Regions from separate parts of the Sus scrofa genome. Here region 1 is linked to region 2. A link is a contact called in public HiChIP or PLAC-seq data. All regions are on one chromosome and are shown on one strand. The core of a region is the stretch at or near the end of the contact, and the rest is flanking DNA. Distances in the headings are between cores, read along the strand shown.

What was found. HiChIP or PLAC-seq counts read pairs in DNA pulled down with a chosen protein or histone mark.
Region 1: an H3K27ac HiChIP or PLAC-seq map of skeletal muscle shows a contact between it and region 2, with 3 times the contacts expected there. The contact joins the promoter of KLHDC4 here to the promoter of SLC7A5 in region 2. A contact is called at or near these places in 3 of 5 promoter capture datasets (fetal liver, fetal skeletal muscle and liver), 28 of 47 Hi-C or Micro-C datasets (alveolar macrophages, blood, brain and 13 more) and 2 of 2 datasets of contacts at active chromatin or transcription factors (alveolar macrophages and skeletal muscle).

Annotation. Positions count from the first base shown.
Region 1 is chr6:1,623,875-1,629,672 of Sscrofa11.1, reverse strand. It overlaps KLHDC4 (kelch domain containing 4), which reads right to left and starts at 2,619. Exons shown (of 12, transcript NM_001243840.1): 1 at 2,440-2,619; 2 at 824-915. The coding sequence starts at 2,538.
Region 2 is chr6:1,544,606-1,550,085 of Sscrofa11.1, reverse strand. It overlaps SLC7A5 (a long non-coding RNA gene), which reads right to left and starts at 4,146. Exons shown (of 10, transcript XR_002344446.1): 1 at 3,501-4,146.

The DNA.
Region 1 (5,798 bases), core at 1,370-3,869, 81 kb before region 2:
GCGTGGGAATTCCTGTTGTGGCGCAGTGGGTTTAGAATCCGACTAGCTGTGTGGTTGTGGTGTAGGCCGGCACCTACAGCTCCAATTCAAGCCCTAGCCCGGGAATTTCTTTATGCCCCAGGTGCGGCCCTTAAAAAAAAAAAAAAGGAAACCACAGCCTGCTCATTCCTGTTCCTTTCACGAGTGTCTGACATCCTAGAAAAGACTCAGGAGTTCCTCACATAAACTACAAATTCATTTAAAACAGCTTAGAGACGATACACATTTCACAGTCACACTTTTCATGTCAGAATTTAAAAGCATTTTGATTGAATGTAGCAAAAAGCCATCATGATTTTTAAGTTTCCCACCTGTGACAGGCACCTTAAAAACCTAAGCACTGGAGTTCCCTGGTGGCTCAGTGGGTTAAGTACCCGGCACCTTGGGTCCCTGCTATGGCACAGGTTCAATCCCTGGCCCAGGAATTCCCACACAGAGTGGATGCAGCCACAAACAAACCAACCCTAAGCACCAAGGGAAAGCTCACTGGGAGGCCACAGAGGTCACCAGGTGGAGGCTCTCGACCCCCGTCTCCCTGACGATGGGCGGCTGTGCCGGGAGGCCTGCTTCCATGTTTCTGGAGACAAGAAAGCTGAGGAACCTCCTTCCCATGTTCTTCAGAAGCGGAAGTGAAAAATACGTTTCGTGGCAGCTGATCTGCGGGGCTTAACGATGAAAACGCCCCACGGGCCCGTTTACTTTGAAAACACAGCATCTATTTGAAGCAGTGTTCCAACATCAGCCAGAAAACTGCCAGACGCTGCCCGAGTCCGCGTCTGCCTACCTGGGAGACGGCGGGGAGCAGGGCGTCTCCACGACCTGAGTCCTCCTGGCATCCAGCGTCTGGAAGTGCGCTATGAGAGCTTCCAGGTCTTCCTGCGGGCAGACAGGCAGTCACACGTGAGACGTTTTCTTAAACCGTAGCACGCGGCCAAGGGCCTGGGTCAGCTTTCCCAGCCCCTGAATTAAACCTTGTTCCCCCTGAAATGCATGCAAATACTCAAAGCTTCCAGAACGCGGCACGTGTGTATCTCCTTCCAAGCGCTCTCTCCTCCCTCCGCCAGGGCCTTCCTCTCAGACAAGCCCACTCAACTCTGCACAAACATCTCCATCCACCCCCTGCAACCCAGGCCTGGGCTGCCCCACCAGCCTGCCTCGCTGTCTGCAGAGCAGAGTTTGGTATTTCCCTGTTCTTTTGTTTGTTTTGTTTCCACCTTCCTCCCACCTCAAGAACAAAATGTAAGCTCCAAGGGAGCCAGACTTGTCTGCCTGCTTAGAACACACCTGCACGGCTGAGGCTCAGCAAGGATCAGCTGCAGCTTATCTGTGTGAGGAGGTCTCCAATTTCACAAGCGCAGAAACAGAATTAGAAGTTAAAGCCAATGACGATTTCTGCGCAGGGCAGGATGAGGGCCCCCCACCCCCAGGGATGCACGATCTGTCTGTGAAGGGCAGATGAGACTGAGGTGGGAAGAAGGTGAGGGACAGAGCAGGTCCGGAGAGCCGGCCGCTTTATCAGCCCCAGTGCTGAGAACACTAACGCCCACCAGGCGAGGGCAGCCAGGAAGCATCTGAGAGGAAGCCTCAAGGTGGTGTGGCTGGAGGGGCTGAACGCAGGGAGAGCGCTGGAGAGCACGTGGAGCCCACGTGATGCAGGTCTCCAGGGCAGGGGGAAGACATGGGGCTTCAAGAGGACACTGAAAGGGGGGGAGGGGGGGTCTGGGTGAAAGTCAATGAGGTATCTGAGACATGAGCTCTGTGCTGGACAGAACTCCAAGCTGTCCCCCAAGACCACCCCGCTTGGCCCCCCAGATGAGAAACAATGGGAGACAATGGGAGGTAACGCCCAACCCCATTACTGAACAGGTGAGGGAAGCGAGACATGAGCGACTTAGGAAGACATGAGTATGGGAATGTGGCCAAGAACTCTGGAATAAGGGACGTCTGGTCCAATTACAACTCCAAGCCACTGCACAGCTGTGTCACCTGTTAGCAAAACTCCCTAACGGGCTTGGTTGTGAGAGCACCCTCCTGACACACAGCAAACACCCATTAACCACTGTGAGTCGCCCCAGGTTAGGGAGCCCGAGAGTAAGGATCAATAGGGAGCGGAAAGCTCGCCTCTAAGGTCACCGCTGATCCTGCTCAGGAGGAGGGAGAGACAGGAGGAAGGGGGTTGCCAGCAACTGTTAGGGAACGTCCCGCAGTTCCACCTGCTGCCTCCACAGACGCTCCCAGCTCAGGGCTGCCGTGAGGATCTTCCACCCACTTTTAAAGACTTGGACTGACGCTTACAGAGGCGCGCCCGTTCGGCCCGGCAACGCCTGCGACCGCGGACGAAGGAGGCCAACCGAGGAGCCGGGCGGCCCGCGCGGGGGCCTGTCCGCCGGCCCCACTCACCTCCTCCTTCCGCGAGCGCTTGGACACCTTCTTCTCCATCTTGGCGGCCGTCTTCTCCGCCCCGCGGCCCTTCTTCTCCTTCTTCCCCTTCTTGCCCATCTCGCCGGGTGCGAACAAGCGCCAGGGCCGCGCCGGGACGGTAGCTGAGGAGCGGGCGGCCGGAGGCGCGCCGGAAATACGCTCTGGGGGCGGCGCGTGGAACGCCGTCACTTCCGGTCAGGCGCGCATGCGCCTCCAGGTGCGTGGGCGGGCCTGGTACCCTGGAGGGATGCTTCCGTGATTTTTGGAAATGGCTTCGGGCTGTGGGTGGCGTCCGCCTAGAAGCCGCGGGGCCGCCACCCCGTCCCCTCCGCCCGCACCCCCAGCCCTCTCCCGTCTCCCGGGACCCGGCCACGTCTGCAGGCCGGCTTCAGTGTTCACTGTATTTATGCGCGTTGTTAACCCTTGCAAAGTGACCTAGTTGGCTGACTCAGTGAATGAGCCGCGTTTTGTCCACGGCGGACCCTCACGCAAATCTGGTGATTGCTGTGGCTGCCATCTCGGAAGAAGCTCATAGGTTCTGGGATTCACAGACCCTAAGCGAAGGCACTCGCTTCTCCACGTAAAAACAAAACAGAACAAAAACACCAGGTAACTGTTAAGGGGTGAGGATGCTGTGCTCAGCAAGAAAAACAGCGCTGCCACTCCGCCTTCTAGGTGACTGTCTTCAAGTGTCCTGTGTTAGGGGACTTGTTTCTCCATCATCGACGCGGCAGGGCTAATGACACCCCCCTCCAAGGGCTGTTTTCCAAGGCTGAGAGCCCAAAACCGCCTGCCAGGATTCAACTCAAAACACCGTGGTAAATGGGAAAAGCCATATGTAGGACATGGAATGCTGTAGTTCAGACAGAGCAGAGTGAAAAACGCCTCTCCTTGCTGAGCTGTCATCTTTGGGCTTGTAATTAAGGAAAAAGAAGAAATTAAGAACAAGCACGAACATTGTGACAGGGAAAGCATAAATGAGGAAATTATCTCCTTTCCTACTATGTAGGTGAACCACCGCAAGGCTCAACCTTAAATCACTTTATGCCTTTTACCAAGGGGGAGGGGGGTGGTGGGAGTTTGGGATTAGCAGATGCAAACTATTGTATGTAGAACGGATAAACAGCAAGGTCCTCCTGTTTGGCACAAGGAACTACATGCAAAAGCCTGTAATAAACCATAATGGAAAAAAGTAAAGATATATCTGAATCACTTCTCCATACAGCAGAAATTAACACAACATTGTAAATCAACTATAATTTTTAAAGGCGCTCCCGTTGTGGCTCGGTGGGTTAAGAACCCAACTAGTATCCATTAAGGTGTAGGTTCGATCCCTGGCCTCGCTCAGTGGGTTAAGGATCCAGTGTTGCCACACGCTGCAGCATAGGTCCCAGGTGGTGCTCAGATTTGACGTTGCTGTGGCTGTGGTGTAGGATGGCAGCTGCAGCTCTGATTCGACCCCTAGCCTGGGAATTTCATATGCTGCAGGTGTGGCCATAAAAAGAAAAAAAGTAGTAAATCAAAAAGAAAAAGAAAAGAAAATCGCCTTCATCCAATCAATTTGCTAAGCACTGAGCAGCCAGACAGGAATGCTTCTTCAGCCAACTCCAAGCCTTGTCCATAAATCCAGTCTTTAAGGAAAAATAAAATAAAAATTGAAGAACTGTTGGTGGAAGGAAGATACAAAAGGATTCAGGATGCGGCCAACCTCTGCACTGATTGTAGGAGAATGAGAAAACATTTGTGAAGATGGAAGAAAGACCCAGCTAGAAGCAGATTAGAGAGGACAAGCAGAATTTCATGGGAACCTGGCTCCTGAGCCTGCAGACATAAGCACCTTCAGCAATGAGCTACGAATGGCCACAGCCTCCCTCTTGGCCCTTGGAAAGCGTTCCTTTCCCTCCAGTGCAATACGACGCTAAGAACGTGCTTGACCCTTTTATATTTTTGTGAGAATTTTGGGTAACCTGGAGGCGACACACTTGAAACAAAATGGCCCTTCAGTCTCTGCACATCTGTCTGCAGTGCATTACAGTCTTGGCCTCTTACAAGCTGCGAGAGAGGGAGTTGTTCCCCACAGGAGATTTGGAAGGATCTGGTAGATACAGGATTTAATACTTTTATTATCTGAAAGAATTTTGAAGCCAAATTGGAAGGCTCTTGGATTTATATGTGTCACGGTGATTTACGTGAGGTCGAAACCCTCATTACCGAGAAAGGAGAACAGAACATTTAAAATGAGATCAGACTCCTAAAATAGGAAAAAGATTAAGTACAAGGTCCAATTTTAGTGAAATTCACACTGTTGAAACTTTAATGGACAATCCTAAATCTATCATCAATTTTGTGTCTTTTGTGTGTTCACGCGCCCTCTGCTGCCTGCAAGCTGAAAACCAGAAGAGAAAAAATCATGCATGTAATCTAATTACCCCCACTGCAAATAATCCATGTAATTGGGATTATCTCCCAAGTGTGGTACAGGAGCAAAGGTACTTTGTGCATTCCCACCCGGAAAGTGAAAATATTATACCTGCCCACCTACTACAGAGAATTCTTGAGAGAATAAGGTGTAATAATAACGCTTGGATTATGACGGAGCCTGATAACGTGCGAAAATAGAATGTGTACATATATGTGTAAGTGGGTCACCATGCTGTGCAGTAGAAAGAAAATTGTATTGGAGAAATAACTATTTTTAAAAATAATAATAAAAGCATGGAGATGAGAAAAATAATTTAGCAGGGAAAAAAAAAACGCTTGGAAAGGTAAAAAGCAAAATAGAAAAAAAATTTTTTTTTGTCTTTTTGCTATTTCTCGGGCCGCTCCCGCGGCATATGGAGGTTCCCAGGCTAGGGGTCTAATCGGAGCTGTAGCCACCAGCCTATGCCAGAGCCACAGCAACGCAGGATCCGAGCTGCGTCTGTGACCTACACCTCAGCTCACGGCAACGCCAGATCGTCAACCCACTGAGCAAGGGCAGGGAGCGATCCCGCAACTTCATGGTTCCTAGTTGGATTCGTTAACCACTGCGCCACGACGGGAACTCCCAAAATAGAAATTTTAAGAGATTCTTGGAGTTCCCATCGTGGCGCATCGGAAACGAATCTGACTAGAAACCATGAGGTTGCAGGTTCAATCCCTGGCCTCAAATCGGTGGGTTAAGGATCTGGCATTGCTGTGAGCTGTGGTGCAGTTCGCAGATGTGGCTCATATCTGGCGTGGCTGTGGCTGTGGCGTAGGCTGGGAGCTGTAGCTTCGATCAGACCCCTAGCCTGGGAACCTCCGTGTGCTGTGATTGCGGCCCTAAAAAGCAAAAAAAAAGAAAAAGAGCGAGAGAG
Region 2 (5,480 bases), core at 2,897-5,396:
AGGGGCTCAAGCCGGGCAGCTGGCAGGCGTCCAGGCACTCTGAGCCGGGTGTGGGTGGTGCGCAGGCCTCGCGGTGACAGGCCTGGTCTGGGCCCCGGGGACACAGTGGTGGACACGTCGTGCAGGCACCCACACCACCGGGAGGGGTCTCGACGGGCAGCCTGGCCTCCCCCGACCCTGGTCATCACCCCGCCCCACAACCCTACCTGGGAGTCCGCTGGGCTCGCTCGCCCACAGCCAACCTCCTGCCGCATCTGCACCCATCCCTGCAGGGGGCAGGTGTGCCCCAGCCCACAGGACGATACCAGGACAGCCCCCCAGCCCCGACGCAGAGCCACCAGGCCTCCCTCCGCCTCTTCACCCCTCCCTTCGTTTTGCTTAAAGAGGGGAGAGTGTTTTCCAGGGCAGCTCGAGAGACCAAGGGTGACACCAGACAGAGGGCAGGGGGACAAACAGCTACAGCCACCCGGGAGCCAGGCTCAGGCAATACACCATGGCCCGAGTCCCCGCAAACACCCACGTGTCGCAGATGAGGAAACCCAGACTTGGAGGCCGCGGTTTCTCGAAACCGAACCTGGATCTCCGTGCAGATGGCAGGCTCCTTACCCGACCCCCCGCAGAGGAGATCTCAGGACACACGGGCCCAGAGGAACCACAGCTGAACACCCCTCCCCACTCCGCATAGAGTCACAGTGTGTGTGGGGGGGACTCTAGGGGACCTTTGGCGACCCCGTCTGTCTCCTGTGAGAAGGCAGGTGCTTTCTGGGCCCCACAAAGGACCACCAGGAAGGGCTGTCCTGACCCCAGAGTCCCATTCTTAGCCACCAGCAGACCTGCCAGGGTCTATAAGACTGATGGATGATGTGTGTGACACATAGGGGGTCTGGGGGCTATCTTGGCAGACACCGCCGTACCACCCTCCACCCACTGGTGGGGGGGGGGGCACCCGGTCTGCAGCCACTGTCCTTTCACCTACCTGTCCTGGGCCATGGAGACAGGCTCCGACTGAGCAGAGGGCAAAGGGAGCCCCTTCAAACCTTCTTTTAAGAGCCTCTCCGAGAGATACAGGACTGGATCAGGTCACAGCTGTGTTTCGGAACCACAGTGGCTCCACATGCCTGCCCTGGGGCCCGTCCTCTCTGTGGCACCTGCCCCCAGCCTCTCCAGATCCCACCAGACCCACAGAGAGACAGCCAGAGAGGTTGGATAAACTGGACCAGGACTCAGGTCAGCAAGAACCTCAGCTCTGCCGCAAAGACCAGCCTGGCGTCCCCCACATCTCAAACAAACGGTACCAGTAAGCAGTTTCATGATCCATGTAAACCTAGACTCCACCAAACTCCCAGGCCAGTGGGAAGGCATTACGGACCTAGAATCTCCCCCCTTCGGGACTCGTTAAAGACGTGCAAACACCAGGGACACACCGTGACAGGGCCCCTTTCCATCATTTCTATGTCAGACCTCCAAGAAAAGGGATTTTCGCCCATTTATGTCACCAGCAGGCTCATTCTAACCACCAAAGCCAAGCACAGTTGCGATGAACAGAGAGCCGCCGTCCTGGGCCAGCCCAGAGGACAGAAGCCATCAAGCAGCCACACCGGAGCTTGGCTCCAGCACCCAGCACACGCGGGCTGCTGGCTGGGGGTACAGAGGACCCCTTCTCCTCTCAGAGGTTCTAGAACCCAGTCTGTGTGCAAGAAACAACACTCAGAAACTCCCATGGCTTTGCACTGCCTTCTCCGTGGCCCCCAAGGGCAGGCCCCCTCCCTGGACCTTTCTCTGTGCCCAAGGGAGAGCAGCTGTTCCGGCCATGTGCCCCCCACCCCACGCCAGACCCCGTACAAGTGCTCAGTCTTGCAGACAGCATCGCCCTTGTTACCGAAAATCTTCCCCTCAGGAGAAGCAACGCACACACACAGACACGTGGGGTTTCAGAGGAAAAGAGCTCCACAGGCTCAAGAGGACAGGAAGAATGTCACCCAGGGTCCCACCACAAGGGCTGCCATTCACGTGACCTCCCCGCTGGAGGCAGAGTGCTGGGCAGGATGTACCCCCTGCAGCCCCTGCAGAATTCTTCCGAGGCTTTACCTGCTTAAACTCAAAGTTTTTGTAAGTACAGGATCCATTTTTCGAGACTAGAGAGCTGGCCCTGTAAGCACAGTGTTAGGTCGAGATCCTCCAGGCTGAGACTTTAAATCGGACCTAGCAAGGACAAACATGGGAGTGACACAGATCAAGCCAGAGGGGCTTTCTCGGACTCAGCCCAAAGCATCCTCTCAAAAGCCCTCCAGACGTCTCAGGTTCCCCAGTCCTCAGGCAGATCGCCTATAGCCACGGCTATTCCTAGACGTGGCCCAAAGGTTTTTCTAAGTGGAATCCTCATTTCTGAGAGGCCTCAAAAGGCAAAATGTGCCCTCCCTGGTGTGGCTGCCACCAGGGTCTCAGGCCTCCTGGGGTCACCACTTTCCGGAGTGTGCCTCAGAGCTCTGGGACACCCCCGTCCCCCCAACTGCCCTGTCCCCAGCAACACGCTGAACTTATGCTCCAGAGCCCCAACAGTACCAGGAGCTGCTCCAACTGATTACACTGTCCCGTGTCTCGATCCGGAAACCACACACCAGCCCTGCCAGCACCACCAAGCTTGGGGCAGAGCCTCAAAGCGGGTGGCAGCTCTGAAAGCAGGACACTTCCACCTTGCAAGCAAGTTGGCGGAGGGGTAGGGGCAAAACTGCCAGAGGCCCCCAAACAAAGAAAAGATAAGGAAATCACATGTCTTTTAGTACAAAAGATTTTCTTCCCTGAAATCCCATGAGAAGACAGCCCACCAGCATTCTGGGACCTTACCCACCAACGTTAGGGCTACACCTGATGGCTGCTTTCGGCCCAACCTGGGACCCCAAACCTAGCCCCCCACCACCCACATGTAAGCTGCAGCCAAGCACCCCTCCTCCACCAGTCACTAGGCAACCTTCAGGAGACTCCACGGTGCTGCCTAAACGTGCAGCTCATTCACTGCCCACACAGAATTTTATTACTATTGGTTTTTGTATGAGTCAGCCTTTCTTGATAAGCTGGTTTGAATGCTTTTTTAAAAAAAACTACGACCGCTCTAGACAAACAGTAAGCATTTGGGAACTCAGACAGGAAATTCGCTTTTCAGACGCTCCACGTGGGTGCCTTGCAATCAGACAGGGTATTACTCCGCTCCAAGGCCTCTGACGGACTAAGCCGAGTTACGGCCAGAGGCGCGAGGCGGGGACCTACTGGCTCTCTCTGCGGAATTCCAGGCGAGGTGGAGACGAATGAATGAAACGCACGTGGGTTCTGGGCCCAGGGCCCTTAGGTCTAAAACTGCGGGGTCGGCCTGGAACAGGGGATGGGGGGGATGGCCGGAGGCGGCCTGGGGATGGTCCAGGAGTGCGGGGACAGCGGGGACGCGGGCGCGCGGCGATCTCGGCTCCCCCTCCCCGCGTCCCCAGGTTCCCCCCGCCGGTACTCACGCACGCATAGGCAGGCCACGAGCTTGGCGGCCTCCTCCGGCACCGGGCAGGTGGGGAAGAGCGGCTTGAGCAGGTAGGTGGCGAAGACGAGCGCCACGATGTACTGCGAGGAGGGCCGGATGATGAGCAGCTCGATCCAGAGCTTGAGAAAGGCGGGCAGCGAGCCGTACACTTCGAGCATGTAGGCGTAGTCGCCGCCAGACTTGGTGATGGTGGTGCCCAGCTCGGCGTAGCAGAGCGCGCCCACGATGGAGAAGACGCCGCAAACGGCCCACACCACCAGCGCCAGCCCGGGCGAGCCCGCCTCCTTGAGCACGCCGGTGGGCGTCACGAAGATGCCCGAGCCGATGATGGTGCCCACGATGATAGCCACGCCGTTGAGCAGGGTGATGTTGCGCTGCAGGGTCACGCCCTCACCCTCCGCCGGCCGCGCGGCCAGCATCCGCTCCCGCGCCTGGCGCTCCTCCTCTGTGGCCGCCGCGGGAGCCGCCGGCGGGCGCCGCTTCAGGCCGGGGCCCGCCATGCTGCCGCGCGAGCCAGGCAGGGCGAGGGCGGGGCCGGGGCTGGGGCTGGGGCCGGACACCGGGAGCGCGCCGCCCACTGGAGACAGCCGGTTCCCACGGCGCTGCCGCCAAGCCGCTGCGTCAGCCCGTGCTGCGCCGCCGCCCTTTATACGCCGCCGCCGGCCCCGCCCCGCCCGCCAGGCCCCGCCCCAAGCCCCGCCTGCGCGGCGCGCCCCGCCCCTCGCCTCCAGCCGCCCTGCCCGCGGTCGGTCGGCCGGCTCGGTGGTTCAGTCCCGCAGGTGGAGCGTGCAGACTCTGTCCGGCCGCGGCTGGCTCGCGATCTGGGCCCCAAGTGCTCCCCGGAGGCCTCGGCCGGTTCCCCGTGTGGAGCGCGCCGACCGCGTGCAGCCAAGCGTGGCGGGCCGTCCCGGTCCCGCGCGGTCCCGGGAGACCCAGGCCGGTGCCCCACACGTGGAGAGCCCCGGCCGCGTCCCCGAACCTGGCGGACGCGGATGGTCCTGGCCCCGCGGTGTACCGGAGGACCCCAGCCCGGCTCCTCGCAAGTGGAGCGTGCTGACCGCGTCCCACCGAGCCTGGCGGACGGGTACCCGCAGCGCTTCGTGCACGTGGAGGGCCAGGCACCTTGCCCTCCTCACCGGCTCCCTCAGTGGCCCAGAGCAAGCACCCAGGGACCTCGATGCTGCAGTGTGGGCCTGGGCGATAAGGCAGGGCCAACCTGAGGCCACAGCACAGGATGGGTGGGATTTGGGGAGGCTCTGGGGCTCAGAGAAGACCTGCCTGCCCCCTGGAGTGTGCCCAGGCCCGGTGTGGCTCTGGCTTCCTGTTCCTGAGGTGATAGGATCTGCTCATCCTAGGGGCTTGGGCGCTATGAAAATGATCAGAACTGAGCGGGAGCCCCTGGAGGAAGCTCCAGGTTGGGCCTGGGGTCCTGAACTCAGAGAAGGGGGAAGCGCTGGAGGCCTCATGGGAGCTCATTCCTGGGCTCCGAAATTCCCATGTTTATCCCAAGGGAAACCTCCTTGCCAAAGAGCAGCATCCAGGGCGCGGCTTGGAGAAACAGCGACAGAGGTGCTGGAAAACCAGGAATCTGCAGAAGCTTAGCTAAATTGATAAAGCAGGGATTCCCTGGAGGAGCACGGTGAGAACCCCTCCCCCACATCTAGCTGGAATATCCAAAGGTAGGCTGCAAGATGAAGGGGCTCTAGCCTTATTCTTTCTTTCTTTTTTTTTTTTTTTTTTTTTGGTCTTTTCTGTCTTTTTAGGGCCCCACCCACAGCATATGGAGGTTCCCAGGCTAGGCGTCTAATTGGAGCTATAGCTGCCATCCTATACCACAGGCACAGCAACGCCAGATCCGAGCCACGTCTGCGACCTACTCCACAACTCATGGCAACGCCAGATCCTTAACCCACTGAGCGAGGCTACAGATCAAACCTGCAACCCCATGGTTCCTAGT